Linked DNA regions of Anas platyrhynchos: regions 2 and 3 are each linked to region 1. Evidence: chromatin contacts called from public Hi-C data. All regions are on one chromosome and are shown on one strand. Each heading gives the region's core, a stretch centred on a gene start, on an enhancer-like site or on the middle of the called end of the contact. The rest is flanking DNA. Distances are from core to core; before and after follow the strand shown.

Region 1 (4,749 bases), core at 1,250-3,749:
TCTTGCTCGTCAAAGAGCAGAGAGAAGCCTGCTCTGTATGGAAGCTATGTCCTTACAAGCAGCACAAGTGCTCCTGGCTCAAACATCTTGGCTTTGTGAATTCAAAACACGTTTACTGAGGACAGCATGGATATAGAGTGATGCAAGTGCAAAACTCCCCAAAAGCATTCCTGTGTCCCTAGGGCACTGAAACAAGAGCCGGGTTTTCTCATTGACCTCTTTTGTGTCAGGTGCACAGATTTAGCAACAACACGTTAAAAAGAGCACCCAGAAAATCTTTGGCAGCGGTAGGACTGGAACCTGCTTCCTCTCATAGCATCTCCCAGGCTGGGGGAGAGCTTGCTTCCAAGCGCGTGGCTTTGTTCTGGTCCTGGTAACACAAGACAATTTTCTGGTCTGTTCTTTGTATATCCCAAAGGGTTTTTAATTTGCATTTTTGACCACAACCAAACTTAGATATTTTCATTGAACTGTTCACACAGAAACCATTTTATTGAGCTGCTTTGGTTTTGGTGTGCTAAAAACACCAGCTGGTGGAGCAGTTTAGTGCATGACAGAGAGACGTCACTTACCTCAAAGTTGTGTCTTACTGTAGGGGATCCTACCATGATGCTCTGGACAAGCATCAACTACCTGTCATGTAGCCCTGACATCCTAAGGTACCACCACTCTTCTGGGAAGACAGTCTCAGAGGCAGAGGCAGCTGACCACAGTTTCTTGTCCAGAACCACTGCTGATGAGACTCACATTAAATCTACTGGCAAATCTAACAAGATTGAATGCAGAAGGACACAGCCCCGAATAAATGGAAGTTAAGGGAATAACCTGTTTTTCTTGGACTTGGTCCAGTATTCACTAAAGGGATTCCGTGAGTATCCGTAGGATTGAAATCAGACCATAAATTTCTTATTAATTCTCTTCTGCTTTATTAAAAAAAAAAAAAAGTGCAAACCCTAATAAAATAAATAAATAAATAAATCTATTTTAAGAGTTGTTTCCCCTTTTTCTTATGTATTTATTCTCCTTTCTGCTCCATCCCGTCACTAGGAAGGGTACAGTGCACCTCTGACAGCACCATGATCTGAGAGTTGCCCATAATCTGAGCAGTATGTTCCTGAACAGGAGACTGAATCCTGCTCCGAGCTGCTGCAGCAGAGCACAGGAGTGCTGGGGGAACGTCCAGCTTGCAGCTTGCCATTTACCAAGGGCCCTGTCAAGGCAGAACTGCATCCTGCAAAGACATCCTTCTTATCTTATTATTGCCTCCCCAAACTATCAATTAAAAAAAAAAATGTCACGTTTCTGTATCTGTGGATGTCATTTGCCTTCTGCATGCACTTTTTTTTCATGCAGGGCTGTGACACACACTTCATACAAGTCATCTAGGGAGGGGTACTGTAGGCACTGAGGCACTTAAAAATGCCAGCAAAGTGCCTAATTGGATTTCAAAAGGGCATTGGCCCTGACTGCTGATTTCAGTGCAGCTTAGACTTGTAAGCCCCTGTCTCTGTCTCTAGGTGCCAAACACCTTTGAAATCTGGCTCCCTCAGTTCCCTTTTTGGCTATGGCAATTAGCTCTCAGGGAATTATGATGATGGAAGAACACCCTGACTATGAGTTCTCGGGAAATATAGAAATGGGGATAACTAAGTAACATTTAAATCAATTAGACAGTTCATTAACACTTCTGCTAACAGCCAACTTAGATTCCTGTGCATGTGCATTCTTTCCCACTGTTAGCATCTCCACTCACACACGGATTATTTACGACCCTTCTCCAACAAAAGCCTGGTTATTCTTATTTAAAATAGACCATAAAGATACATTTATTAACATTAAGGACGTTAACGCTCCCTTTTTGTCCCCATGCTTAAAAAAAGAAAAGAAGGATTCAAACCTTAAGTGGGAAGTGAATTACACAGAGTGGCTGCAGATGGGAGCCATTAAATGCCTGGCTGCCTTTTTTTTTTTTTTTTTTTAATTGAAACAATAAAGCAATTTTCTGTACAAATAGCTCTGGCAAAGTGTGGCTTTGGTTCTGTCGAAGTTCACAACCACACATCCCTAAAGATCAAATACAGCAGCGGAGCCTTGGACCTTCCTGCTCGCTGAGGAGGCCCTTGGTTCTCACCCAGGAGAGCTGCTCGCCCATCAGGCGGGGCACTGACCAAATGTGTGCGGGCTGGAGGGCGAAGCAAAGCACCGCAGCTCTTCTTTGGTTCCCACACAACTGCAGAAATTTCAGGATGAATTCCCAGGTAGCAACTCCCAGCCCAGTAACGACAAGTACAGAGTCCAGAGGAAGGCAAATCCATATTCCTTATTTTGAACAAGAAGAGGGGAAAACCCAGACATGGTCGGTTTTCCTGTAATCTTGATTGCCCGTAGGTTTTGGTCCAAACTACTAAACTGCACGGCCTGTCTGTAAATTGAGCGTTTAAAAGAAAGGCGTGTCTGTTTTTTTAACTTTTTGATGTGTGAGTAATAGGGGTGCCATCTAGAGGACAAAGTGACTTTCCAGCACATTCCCTTGGACAGGAATGGCGCTGTCAATAACCTACTCCTCTCACTACCTCCTTATAAACGACTTATCATTTCTAAATAAAATTGTTACAGTACGAAGCACTCCTCCATACACATCAATTCAAGAATTGCAAATCCTGCCTTAATCAATCCAGTTTAAGAAGGGGCTATATACGTTATCCACGTGTCTACCCACTGCAGGGATGAGATACTGAGAGCAGCAACAGGCTCTGGTTATACAGGTCTGGACACCGTCCTTCCCATCCTGACCTTGAGCTGGACACTGCAAGTCACACTGAGCCGAACTGCCAGCGGTGGGATCCAGTCTGGAGCTTGCCTTGGTGGTTCCAGCCCCATGCAGAACAACCACATCTCGTCTCATGCTCCTCTGCACGGCTGCCTAATGTCCTCTCTTGCCTGGCTTAGGAATGGCCTCTCCCTGTAGGATATTCCCTACAGTGGGCGTAGGAATCATCTAATGTTAATGCAAGCGTTAAAAGGAGCCCCGTACAGGGTAGGCATGGCCACCTCTTGCTCCCCACAGTGCTCCATGCTAATTAGTGCTAAACCCTGCCTGCCTCCCACCCACCCGGAGCGGCCGAGCAGGTTGCAGTGGAGCAGGAAAGGGAGGGTTGCACAGCACTGCTCAGGCCTCACAGCCAGAGGAACCCCAATCCAATGCCCTCGCGAAGCACTCCAGATTTGCTTGCAGACTCCCTGCACCCACTGTGTTGCAAAATCCCCTGTTGATGTGACTAAGAGTCATGCTGGCAGCCTCGGCTTCGGTTTCTACCTCTCACAGTCCTGAAATGGAGACAGGGAAGTGTCAGATGCTTTCTGTTCTCCTTGCCCAAGACTCTCTGACCACGGGTGTTTTTGCATCCACAGCGTTCAAGGGACCTTTCAGTCAGTGCTATCTCGTGAGTAGCTAAATAAAAACAGACCCAAACGTCGTCGGCTCTGCTTACATCAAGGAAAGGAGAAGCAGCTCTCCTACTACAGCAAACGCTAGCAAAGTTCTGCAAGAGGCAGCTAAAAATAGGGCTGCCCCCTACAACACTTCCGTCCTGCCTTTCACACACTTGCAGCTTTCACGTCCCATCGGCCCCACAATTTCCTTGTCGCTGGTTTGCCCCACGCCCAGTGTCCCCGCGCAGCCCTTCCTGCCGGCAGAGAGCCCCGATGGCTTTGAAGTGCGGGAAGCTCCCTTGCACCGGAGTGAGCGGCCACTTCCCCTGCTTTCTTCACTGTTTTGGTCTGCATCAGTTGCAAGTGAGAAGTGGGACAACCCCCCCGGTGAAGGTCTCGCCCCAAGAAGATGCTGAAAGTCCCTGAGGTGCCGAAGACAAGAAAAGTTTTCCTTAGCGGAGTATTTTCAAGGGTATTTTTCTTGGTAAATGAAATGATGGAAAGTGTTTGTGTGAATACCTCTGGGATAACATTCCCAACCATTCCCTTCCAATTTTGGCATTTGTTCCTGGAGAACCAGGAGCTGAAAATGGCATGAATGTGCTTCTTGGAGTCAAAAGGAAAGCAAGCACACCCGTGGTGTAAAGGAGGGGTTGTGAAGGGGACCTCCTCCGCCTGGTTGGAGGCGCGAGGCTGAGATGCCCTTGGTGCCAGGGTGCTGGCTGTCAGCAGGCCAGTGACACCTGGATGTTGGATGAGGGCACGTGGAAGGTGGAGGTGCGTTAGCCGTGTGCCATAGGAGGAGCAAGAGTGGTGCCAGTTCTGCCAGGGCAGTCTGTGAGGAGTGACATGGGACAGAGCTCGTGGGGACAGGCATCGCTGCTGAGGCAAGGAGAAAGCCATGGTGTGCATTAACCCCGATGAAACTGTTGAAAATGGTCTGTGCTGTTTGCCCAAGGTTTTCCAGACCCTGGGAAAGTAATGCCCATGGGAAGTTGGGCTGATTGGGAGCTCATGAGCATTACTGTCTTCTCCGCTCATCAGTCCAGCAGGTACCGGAAAGGGTAAGGCAGCATGTGCTGGACTCCCAGCAAAGACAAATGGATAAGACAAATCCAAGAGCAGGGCTTTGCCACCTTTTGGGCCACAGGAGGACTGAACAACTTACCACCATGTTGCCAAACAGCAGGAGCAGGGGCCCAGGCAGTCTGGGAGCTGATCCACACCTCCAGGAACTTGGAGTCCACCTGTTCTGGCCTCAAGTGGAGGGATCTCATCTTGAAGGGGAGTCACTTCACAGCCCCTGTTTGTGCTTGG
Region 2 (4,749 bases), core at 1,311-3,810, 250 kb before region 1:
ACAAATATCAAGGCAGAAATCTTGAACAAATGCAGAGAGGAAAACGCATTTTTTTATCAGTAAGTTGAGGGATTTATATTCCTCAGCTGATGTACTTGCAAAAATGCTAGACTTCACTCGTTGGTAGAATAAGTAATTTAGCCTGGTGGTCACAAATGTCACACTTGCTCTTCAGAGCAGTGTTGATTATAATGGGGGACGTTATCTCTTCTGTTTGAGGTAAAGAAGGTTGAATAAAGATCGATCAAATGGCAGCAAGAAAGGTTATGCAGAGCAAGTAAAAAGGACAAGAAGACCAGAAAAAATAAATGAGGGTGTTTTGTATTCACTTGTGCTTGAGTACTGTTTAACTCACCTTTGCTCCTCTGAGCATCCCTCATAACCAGAAGCTCAATAGTGTGGGATAAGCATCAGCTGTAGCTACTTTTTCCTTTGTCTGCCACACATATCCTTCTTTCACTCTTTTCCTCAGTGCTTCATTTAATTCTTGTTGCTTTCTCTGTTGTTTGATTCCTGCCTACCCATCTTACAAGTGAAGCAGGATTTTTTAGTACCTATATGAAGAGGAACAAATGAAAAGCAGGAGGTCTGGAGCACACCTTCAACCATAAAGCTCCAGGAAACAGCCAGGTGGGAGAACCCTTTGTGCTGCTGGAGGAGGATGCCTTGCTCTCTCAGCTCAGATTCCAGTTTTGCTGCTGTCCAGGCTGCTGCAGCAAGGCTTGGAGGCCTGAGAAACACCCCCATGCTGCGCGCAGGGATGGCACTGTGGGGACAGCATTGGAAGACGGGACAGCGAGGACGCTGGCCCTCCCACAACACTGCCTCCCTTCCCCCTTCCTTTTCTTTCCCACTTGCGCACAGTGCTGTGGCTCGGAGGTCATTTGTTTCCCACAGCTTCACAGAACACTGTAGCAGAAAGGGGGACAATGGTCCCTTACAAGGGGCGATGTGAGGCTGTCTTTCATCTCTAATAAGCCCCTTCACTTGCACTGGGAAGCCTGTTGTGCGTGTGTGTGCATGCACGGTTCCAGTGTGAAACACTCCGCAGCTTCAATAGATGTAAAGCATCTAGGCTCTTTTGTTTTGGTTTTGAAATGGGCAACTCTTGGCATGTTGCAGCCTGAGGTGGGTTTTCTGTTCAGCGCAAGTACATCAGGAGACATCATTTTTCCTTTTCACATAACTATTAAAATCGAGAGCCCATCTGGTCAGCATCAGTCAGCAGAAAGACTTAACCCAGAAAGCAAGGAGAGGAGGGAACAACTATCTGCAGCTCGCCTCTGCCAAGCACAGGCTCCCTTGTGCTTGGGATGGATCGCTAACTGAGCGTGGCAGGGGGCTGGCAAGCTGGTGAATCGACTCTCCTGGCAGTTGCCTGAAACCCACTGGCGGATGGCAACTATTTGTGAAATCCACAGTAAAGGAGACTAAAAAGGGTGGCATCTACCCAGTGCAAACAAAAATGAAATTCTGAAGCTGCCGTCTTGAGCCTGCAATCAAATCACTGGAGCTTTTGAGGGTGATGGGGAAAGCATTGTTTAGAAGACAAGAAGTCAGGATTCCACCTGAATTTACACCAGTATTTCTGTGCTTGTTGACTGGGACATTTAATCCCTTTTAATATCACTTGAACACAAAGGTATAGATGGCTCTATCATCCTTCTAACACCTTCTGACTCCCTCATAGTTGTCTATTCACCCCTTCATCCCTTCAAATTTACCTTACTGCTTTATTGTGTGATAGAGGAAGTAGACCTGTGGAAAGATTTCTAATTAGAATAAGCATCCCTTCTGCCAAGACAGGTCACTGTTTGCTTCTTAGGTGAAGTGAGGAAGTAATCTGGAGGATCTCCTGTGAGAACATTTGTCTTTATGGAGAGGTATTTAACAGCTATGTACTAAAGCTTCCAATTGATCTCTACAGCCCTGTTAAACCATGAAAAGATCAGTCTCTGAGATTGAGCTGATAAAGCAGGACTACAAAAACCTCCACAGAGGATTTTAGAGAACATGATCAACACAGTGTAATAAAAGATTATCAGAAACTTATCAAAAGCTAGTGTAGTTGATGGAGTACAGGAGCATTACATAAACAGGTAACTGTTCATTGCTGTATGAAGAAGTTTCAAGGGGTCTTTTGCTGTTGTGCTTTTCAGCTGGCATGCTAGCATCTTTTTCCCCATAAGGAAAGCATTAAAATTGCTTAGAGCTGTCTATAAGTTCTGCAGCCTTGCCTGTGAGAGCTTTGGACTTGTCTTTGAGCAATAAGAGAAAAAAGGAACCATGATGGCTCGTGGAGCAGTGCTGAGTTAATTTCTACTGTATTATTCTATCCCAATCCAATTTTCAAATGTATAAAATACACCATTTAAAGTGTTCTGTAAAGTCTGTCCTGTGGCTTCCTCGCATGCCCACAGCATGCTCGTTGCTTCGTGCTGTCCTGCCGACTAATCGTGACACCCTGCTAGCGCTGACCTGTTTGCTGTTCCCTCTATCAGGCGGTTCAGCTTGACGCAGACACTCTCCACCCCGTTCCCCTTCCTGCTGCTGACCCCATTTCGGTCTTGGCTCCCCTCTCCGATTCTAACATTTTCCACACACTCTCTCTCCCCACCTCCCTTGCCGTTGGTGCCTCCATCCAAAAAATCACGTAAGTGGATGTTTATGCAAAATACGCGCTTCTAGGTACTAACCAGCTAATAGATAGACCATGGAGAACAGCAAGATGCTCACAACGCAAAGATAAATGCTAATCTGAATACTTTACAAACAGGATTACAAAGGGGAAAAAAAAAAAGTTGTTTGTGAAGGGGTTGAGAGATACTTGGGACAGCAACTTAATCACAGAGCAGCGACTTTTCCTCTTTATGTATTGGGCTGGCGTCTACAGACAAACAAAATCCTCTGCTTAGGGTGTTTTCCATCTGCTCCATCCAACAGTCCCCTTTACTCGGGACATGTTTATTCTAAGCAGGGTGCGTGATTCATCACCCTTGGGAGATGAGGCAAGGTTTGGTGCTGATCTCAGACAATATTTCTTCCCTCCCCCGGCCCCACCTCCCGGCATGATTGTACTAGGAAATTACATCACTGATAAAATCTTTTAAGGGGAACATCCACCTTGTTACAGCACACAAAATAATAGAGAATTTTTGCTGTTGGGTTAGTGGCGAAGTCGATTCATTAAAGGCTATTCTGTACAAGGCAGCAGGCACAGCAGACACTGAGAAATGTGACTTTGGTGTGGAATGTCGCTGAACCTAACAAAAAGTCCTGTGTGTGAACGGGAGACCTGCAGAAGAGAAGCGAAGGTACTACCACAGATGTCTGAAAATTCAGTCACACTTCAGATCCCCTGAAGTTACACTTTCTTTGCCTCTGGGAAATAATGACATAAGAATCTAAATCATCGTTTTTGAGAGAGTTAGCTCCTTACCTTGCAGAGAAAGTGGGATGTAGATCTCTACTGGGAAAATAAACACAAGCAACAGATTTTCTTACTGTACTGGAGCTGGTGGGACTTAAAAGTCCCCCCCACGCGTATATCTGATGTGACATTAGTCAATTAAATGAGGCATATGAAAAGAATGAATAGTCAAGTCGTTAACATTCCATATAGTCTGTTGTCCAGCACTGTCCAGTATGAAGGGGAAATGGTTATAGCTGAGTTGATAAATATTTATTTCAGTGATATTTATTTCAGTGGTTTCCTCAAATGGAGAACACGTGCATCCCTGAGCAACACATTCTTCCAAGCCAGTGCTGAAATTGTGCATGTCCTCCAAAATGAGCCACTACTGCTAGCTATGCCAGCTTTAATATGGAAAGCAAAACTGAGACACCAGAACCTTTAAAGTCATTTAAGAACTCATGCTATCAAAAGCCAAGCAGCACGTTAATTCCCTTAATATGGCAAAGCTCCCATATGGGTAATAATCTAGGCTATGCAGTCTGTTTGCCAGAAGACCCAAAAGGTACGCTTAGAATTTATTTGTGTTTCAGAATTCATTGCAAACTCAGTTAATCTAAGGGCTCCTTACAGTGTACTTAGAGCTGTTTCTGGTTTTATGGCTTTATTTAGTTGTGATTCTATTTGGATTAAACTCTCTTTTTCGAATGAACTTTGGTTTAGGTTTTCCACAATGTTTTTGCATCTGTAACTTTGAAAGATAAATCCAGAAACAGCAGAAAGGTAGTGCAAGTACTTCATAGCTATCCACTTAAAAACAAAACAAAGAGAAAAAAACCCACAAGCTTCTGGCTGTTATAAAATACACTTAATAAACACACTATAGTGTTGTAAATGTCTTGCCATAATCAAGATTTTACTGATTTTTAGGATGGGTGCTCAATTAACAAGGGACCCTTGAGACAGAGTTCACTGGGTTGTTGTTCATACGTATATATGTATATACTGTTTTTATGTGCTAAGTAGATATGAGTTGTTGAATACAGTATGATTCACTTCTTATCCCAAGCTTCTAAACAATACAGCTGTAGAGCTGCTAAGCAGGTATTGCATTCCAGCCTAAAAGTATGGCAATCAAGGGAAGTGAATTGTGTGCAATACAGTGTGTAAAGGACCTTTATGCACGGGCTGTGATGTGTTCAGTTGTGCATTACATTTATCTTTCATGTTTTACGAGTAGACTTCAAGTCAGAATGTATAAAACCTGCAATATGTATTTGCTTACAGTTAAGGTTAAGAATTGAACAGTAAAAGATATAGGTCTGAAAAAATAAAAA
Region 3 (4,749 bases), core at 1,162-3,661, 170 kb before region 1:
AAAAAAATCTTCCAGAAATGCTTTTGCCTCGTCTAGTGAATTGTGCTAACTCATATTTTTACTTGGAGTTAAACAAATTTGGCCCTACAGAGACAGGCCAAACACCAAGGCAGATCAGACACAGTTGGATTTCACAGCTGTTTTTAAATTCTGTGGTTTTAGCTCTGTGGATGTGGCTTAACTGCAACATCCCGTCAGAGCTCACAGGGAAGGAGCACCCCAAGGTAGCATTCTCCAACTGTGCCAAACTTCAGGAACAGCCTACAAAGAGAGGTTCAGCTCTTAAAAATCTCGATGTCTGTAGCAGAAAATCATGACAAAAATGCCCGCAGCAGGCTGTGTAATGCACATACACACCAAAAAGAAAAAAAAAAAAGACACAGTTAATCTGAGAGTGCTTTTTCTACGTGTTGTGTGTTTGACTCCATTTTGTACAACTGCAGTGGTGCTGGGTCCTGGGATAGGTCAAAAATCTGCTTGGAAAAGTGGCAGAGAGGAAAAAAAAGTGGCTGAATGTTGCCTTTGCCTTTGGTTTAATGACAGTTTGGTGCTTGATTAGAGTTGGCCTAAGTAGTGTTTGCTGCCTGGTGCATGCCACCAAGGAGCTCTCCTGCTGGGTGAGGCCTAGCAGGTGCAGACGTTTGACTGGGGCCTCATAAGGCCATGGTCAGGTTTCACTACTGCTGATCTCACAACTTATGGTCACCAGCAGTTGGCCAACTGAAAGCCAACTTCTGTGTTAGTTCTGCTGCTCATCTAACCCCACAGGACATCGACTAAAGGAAGTTACAAATCTGTACGGAGCTGCACTTTGTGGTTGGTTGACTACATCTACAAATTCTCCTGCACTTGTCATACTGAGAAGTCCTCTCTCTGGGTTTCAGGCAGTCTACTAACATCTACAGGAACTTTCTTTTCTTCTCTACTCAGCCATCTATTTTCACTCAATTTCTGTGACCTCACAGATGTTTGAGGACCCCTGCTATTTTCCAGACTTGGCTGAAAGCAATCAATGGCTGAAAAGGTTATATAGACTGGGATACAGAATGTGATTGCAAAAGCGTTGTCTGTGTAGAAAACCAGACTACAAAAGAACATGATAAACAGCATTAGGAGGAAGGTGACACAGCTGTATTGTTTGACTCTGCTGACTGCAAACATGATTTTAACATTTCTTCTTTCAAGCAGTGCCTAGAAGTCCTACTTGCTTCTATTCAACAGGATGTTGCAACTTGAACCTGTTTGTTTTAGTTGAGCTGACAAAAGACTAGACTTATAAATGGAGATCTAACTCTTGTTATCTTAGTACCAGTACATGCAGAAGAGCTCATAAGGACCTGTTAAACTGATTCTGGCCATTAGAAATGTTATATACGTCCCTGGTTCCATAGCTGACAGTGCCCCATGGGACATAGGGCATTATTTTTGGATAGCTAGCTAAAGGCATCTTCGTCTTATTTACTGCTGTTTCCTCTGGCATGACTCCATTGATATATAATTGGAAGAACAACGAAGAATTGAGCTGCTGAGCCTGCTTTTTCTGACAGCCAGAGTACCTACAGAACTTTGTGCTGTTGTTGGTTGTTTGGTAATAGCATCTGTGACCCCTATTCAGTATCCAGAGCCCCACAATGTAAGGCACTGCTTACACACAAAGAATAGAAAGATATCCCATGCTCTTTCTGACTTCAAATGTGGTTTATGGTTCATCCAGTAACTAAGTATGTCAAACAACACCAAAACTCATGGCCAACAAAATCATAAACTATTCGAAAACAAACTCAGCTTAAAGAGACCACATGAATCACCGTGTAAATGTTGTTCAGTTGTACACTGGAAACATTTCTGACTTCTGATTGGCATGTTGATAAATTCCTACAACCAACATCATGTGACAAATGGGCTAACCCAATATCCAGTGTTTCCTAAGTGGTCATAAATGGGATCACACTTCTTTATGAGCTCTCAGAAAGGGAAAATAGATTTTAAATTGCAGTATTGGCAAATAGAAAGGGCAGAAGGGGAAAACCAAGAACATCTCTAGTTGCAATAAGTGCCCAAAACCATAGAATGAATACCAGTGCTTTATAAAAGACTGCTGCAAACAATTTGAGCTGCCCATTTTTCTTACAGAATTTTCTAGCCATAAGCCATTCACTGTAGTTGAACAGTGACCACCAGTCCTTGCCAGCCAAAGAGAAAAAGGGGGAAAAAAAACTTTGTGCTTAAGTTGTTGTGGTCCTTTTTGGGCTTGCAGGAGTTTTGCAAATCAGGGTTCACAATCATTCAGTCATTCATTCTGTATTCAGCAGTGTCCTTGACCATACCCCCTGCCAGTAACAGGACCTTTAAGTCCAAGAGAGAAGAGAAACAACTTTTTTTTTTTTTTTAAACCAACTAGCAGAGGATGTGCTGAGCCAAAATAGAAATAGCAAGGTCAGGTCAGGGCAAGGCCCTGCATTTCATTAGCCAGGCCTGGCTAGGAGTGATTAAATATGTACAAGAGGCTTTGAATAGATCCAGGCAGGGAGGATGACATTGTGGAATACAGAAAAATCATTCTTTGGTGCTGTCAACTGACTAAATACAGGATGGTACTTAATTAGAGAGATAAAAGGAATTTATTTTAATTATTTTAATTTTGCAGAAGAGAGAGATTTTATTTTATTTTTCTGCTGAGTGTTTTGTAAAAAGGGGGAGAAGAGGATCTGGTCAAAAAGCCTGGCTTAACAGAATCCAGACAGCCTCGAGGTACATGTTGACCTAGCCTGCAGTTCTCATGAATGCAACTTGATCGAGACCCAGTAAAAAGAACAAAATTACACTGGCAATGGAATCAAGGCCCTGTTACATTTTGGAGGTGCTCTGGGTAGAAACTGATGACCTTCTGAGCACATCAGACTGCCTGTTTCATTAGACATGTTAGAGAGAATTTGAAAAGAATGGAGCTTTGAAGCAGAATAAAGTACTGTGTCAAGTGGTGCTTCGGCTGCCCAGCTTGAATTTGCTATTGGGATTGCCTGACTTAACTGACGTTTTATAGCTGTATTGTAATTCTTGTATGACAATTGCATTGTTGCATAGGCACCTAGGCACTGAATGCACACTGTTTGCAGTCCTTTTCCATAGAAACTAGCTGCCCAGCTGGTAGAAATGACAATGCATTTACATTTGTCCAGAGCACTAACAATAATGTCTTTGCAGAACTTCCAAGGGCTCTTTTCTTAAACCAGCTGTAGGAATTTGGATCTCAACTTTATACCTCTTCTGGGAGATGATTGCTCCAAATGTCATGGCACTCTTTCCTCTTGTGTTGGACAGTCGGCTCAAAACCAGCTAGGAATTTCTGTATGCTCACTTTTGCATGAATCTAACTTAAAACCCATGAAAGACTAGATGCAGTTATATTTAAGGAATTTCTTTGTCTGGACACCAGTGTATTCACAGACTGGTATAAAGATAATTGTATTTGAATCAGTATTTGTACACTGGTTCTCATTAGCTAAATACTGCATTTTTCCTCCTGGTCTGGTGTATCTTAACTACATAGGAATTATTTTCCTGGTCACTGCCAGATCTTCATTGCCCTGTTATAGTAAATAAAGCTTATAAAAAATCTTTTGGCCTTCTGAAACTTTAGACAGTGGAGCTGACATTATTGGTTTGATTTATATGTTTTCTTGCTTAGATGTCAGATTGACAGCCCTGGGAACAGAAATACTCAGATATTGCCCAAACACGCAGCATACTGCAAACTTTGCCAACCTTTCACAGCGATAGTATCTTGATCCTTGAGCGTGAGAGCATATCTAAGCCTTCAGAGGGCATTCAGTGCTGAACCCGATAGGGCCTAAGAAGTACTTTTTGTTAGATCTCATCATGATTCACGAAGGTAAACAATGACCGTGAGGTTCTTTTGTATAAAGCAATTGAACAGCCAGCCTGCCAGCAATAGCTTGGAGTTGGAATTAATGAGAGCTACATTTCAAGCTATGGTAACTTTATCCTAAATGATTGCAGATCCTATTTTCAATCCCATGAATGAACACTTGCCCCTGGTTGTTATATCTAGGCTAGTTGTTCCACTACCAGTAATGATCGTTGGTTGTGGGCCTGGAAGTTTAGGTTGCACATTCTTGGGGATTTCTAAACTAGCACTAGTGTAAATTTAGTCTCTGAGGCTTGGGTAGAAGCAGTATTTGTCAATATATGGTTGCTGAATCAACATTGCTGTTACCATGTACCCATCACAGCAAGTTCTAACTGCTGACTGATTGTGAAACTTCTCGTTCTTTCTCTGACCCTTCCCACATCTGCTCCTCTTCTCCTTTAGAGGTTTTCCCTCTCCTGTGTCTCTAATACGTTCCCATCCCTTCATCTTCTCTCCATCCACTCCTTTTCCATTCTTTACTCCCTTCTTTTGTTAATTACAGTCCTTTTGCCTGTCCCCATTCCTGTTTCTCTCTGCTTTCTCACATTGCATTTTTTCCTTCATCCGTCCCCATTTTTTTCTCATTTATTCATCTTCCCACTGCGTCCTATCTCCCTCTTCTCATTGGCACATGGAATAAACAGTGCAGCTACGATGAGACAGCTGCTATTTACCAGCACCGTATTAGGCTATCCTGCTTCATTCCTCTTTCTTGTCCTCATAGTTGCTTGTTACCAGTTGCCTTAACGGTGACGTAATTAATATACCCAATTTTATTTTTTTCCTTTTCATTAGAAAGAGAAGGAGGGGAGGAATAG

The links. A called contact is a pair of places that touch in the nucleus more often than the background predicts.
Region 2: a Hi-C map of subcutaneous adipose tissue shows a contact between it and region 1, with 2.6 times the contacts expected there. The contact joins two enhancer-like sites. A contact is called at or near these places in 3 of 8 Hi-C or Micro-C datasets (liver, skeletal muscle and subcutaneous adipose tissue).
Region 3: a contact with region 1 is called in a Hi-C map of subcutaneous adipose tissue, with 2.2 times the contacts expected there. The contact joins two enhancer-like sites. A contact is called at or near these places in 4 of 8 Hi-C or Micro-C datasets (liver, skeletal muscle and subcutaneous adipose tissue).

What each region holds. Positions count from the first base shown.
Region 1 is chr5:37,382,586-37,387,334 of IASCAAS_PekinDuck_T2T, reverse strand. No RefSeq gene overlaps it. Among named protein-coding and RNA genes, the nearest start is that of ZFP36L1, 20 kb to the left of the region's middle. Within about 2 kb of position 2,499, at least 5 of the 8 cell types and tissues checked have an H3K27ac peak or open chromatin away from gene starts, as enhancers often do. A contact at or near this core is called in subcutaneous adipose tissue, where this site is marked.
Region 2 is chr5:37,629,767-37,634,515 of IASCAAS_PekinDuck_T2T, reverse strand. The region is part of intron 9 of RAD51B (RAD51 paralog B); the gene reads left to right. Among named protein-coding and RNA genes, the nearest start is that of ZFP36L1, 230 kb to the right of the region's middle. Within about 2 kb of position 2,560, at least 1 of the 8 cell types and tissues checked has an H3K27ac peak or open chromatin away from gene starts, as enhancers often do. A contact at or near this core is called in subcutaneous adipose tissue, where this site is marked.
Region 3 is chr5:37,549,508-37,554,256 of IASCAAS_PekinDuck_T2T, reverse strand. The region is part of intron 11 of RAD51B (RAD51 paralog B); the gene reads left to right. Among named protein-coding and RNA genes, the nearest start is that of ZFP36L1, 150 kb to the right of the region's middle. Within about 2 kb of position 2,411, at least 5 of the 8 cell types and tissues checked have an H3K27ac peak or open chromatin away from gene starts, as enhancers often do. A contact at or near this core is called in subcutaneous adipose tissue, where this site is marked.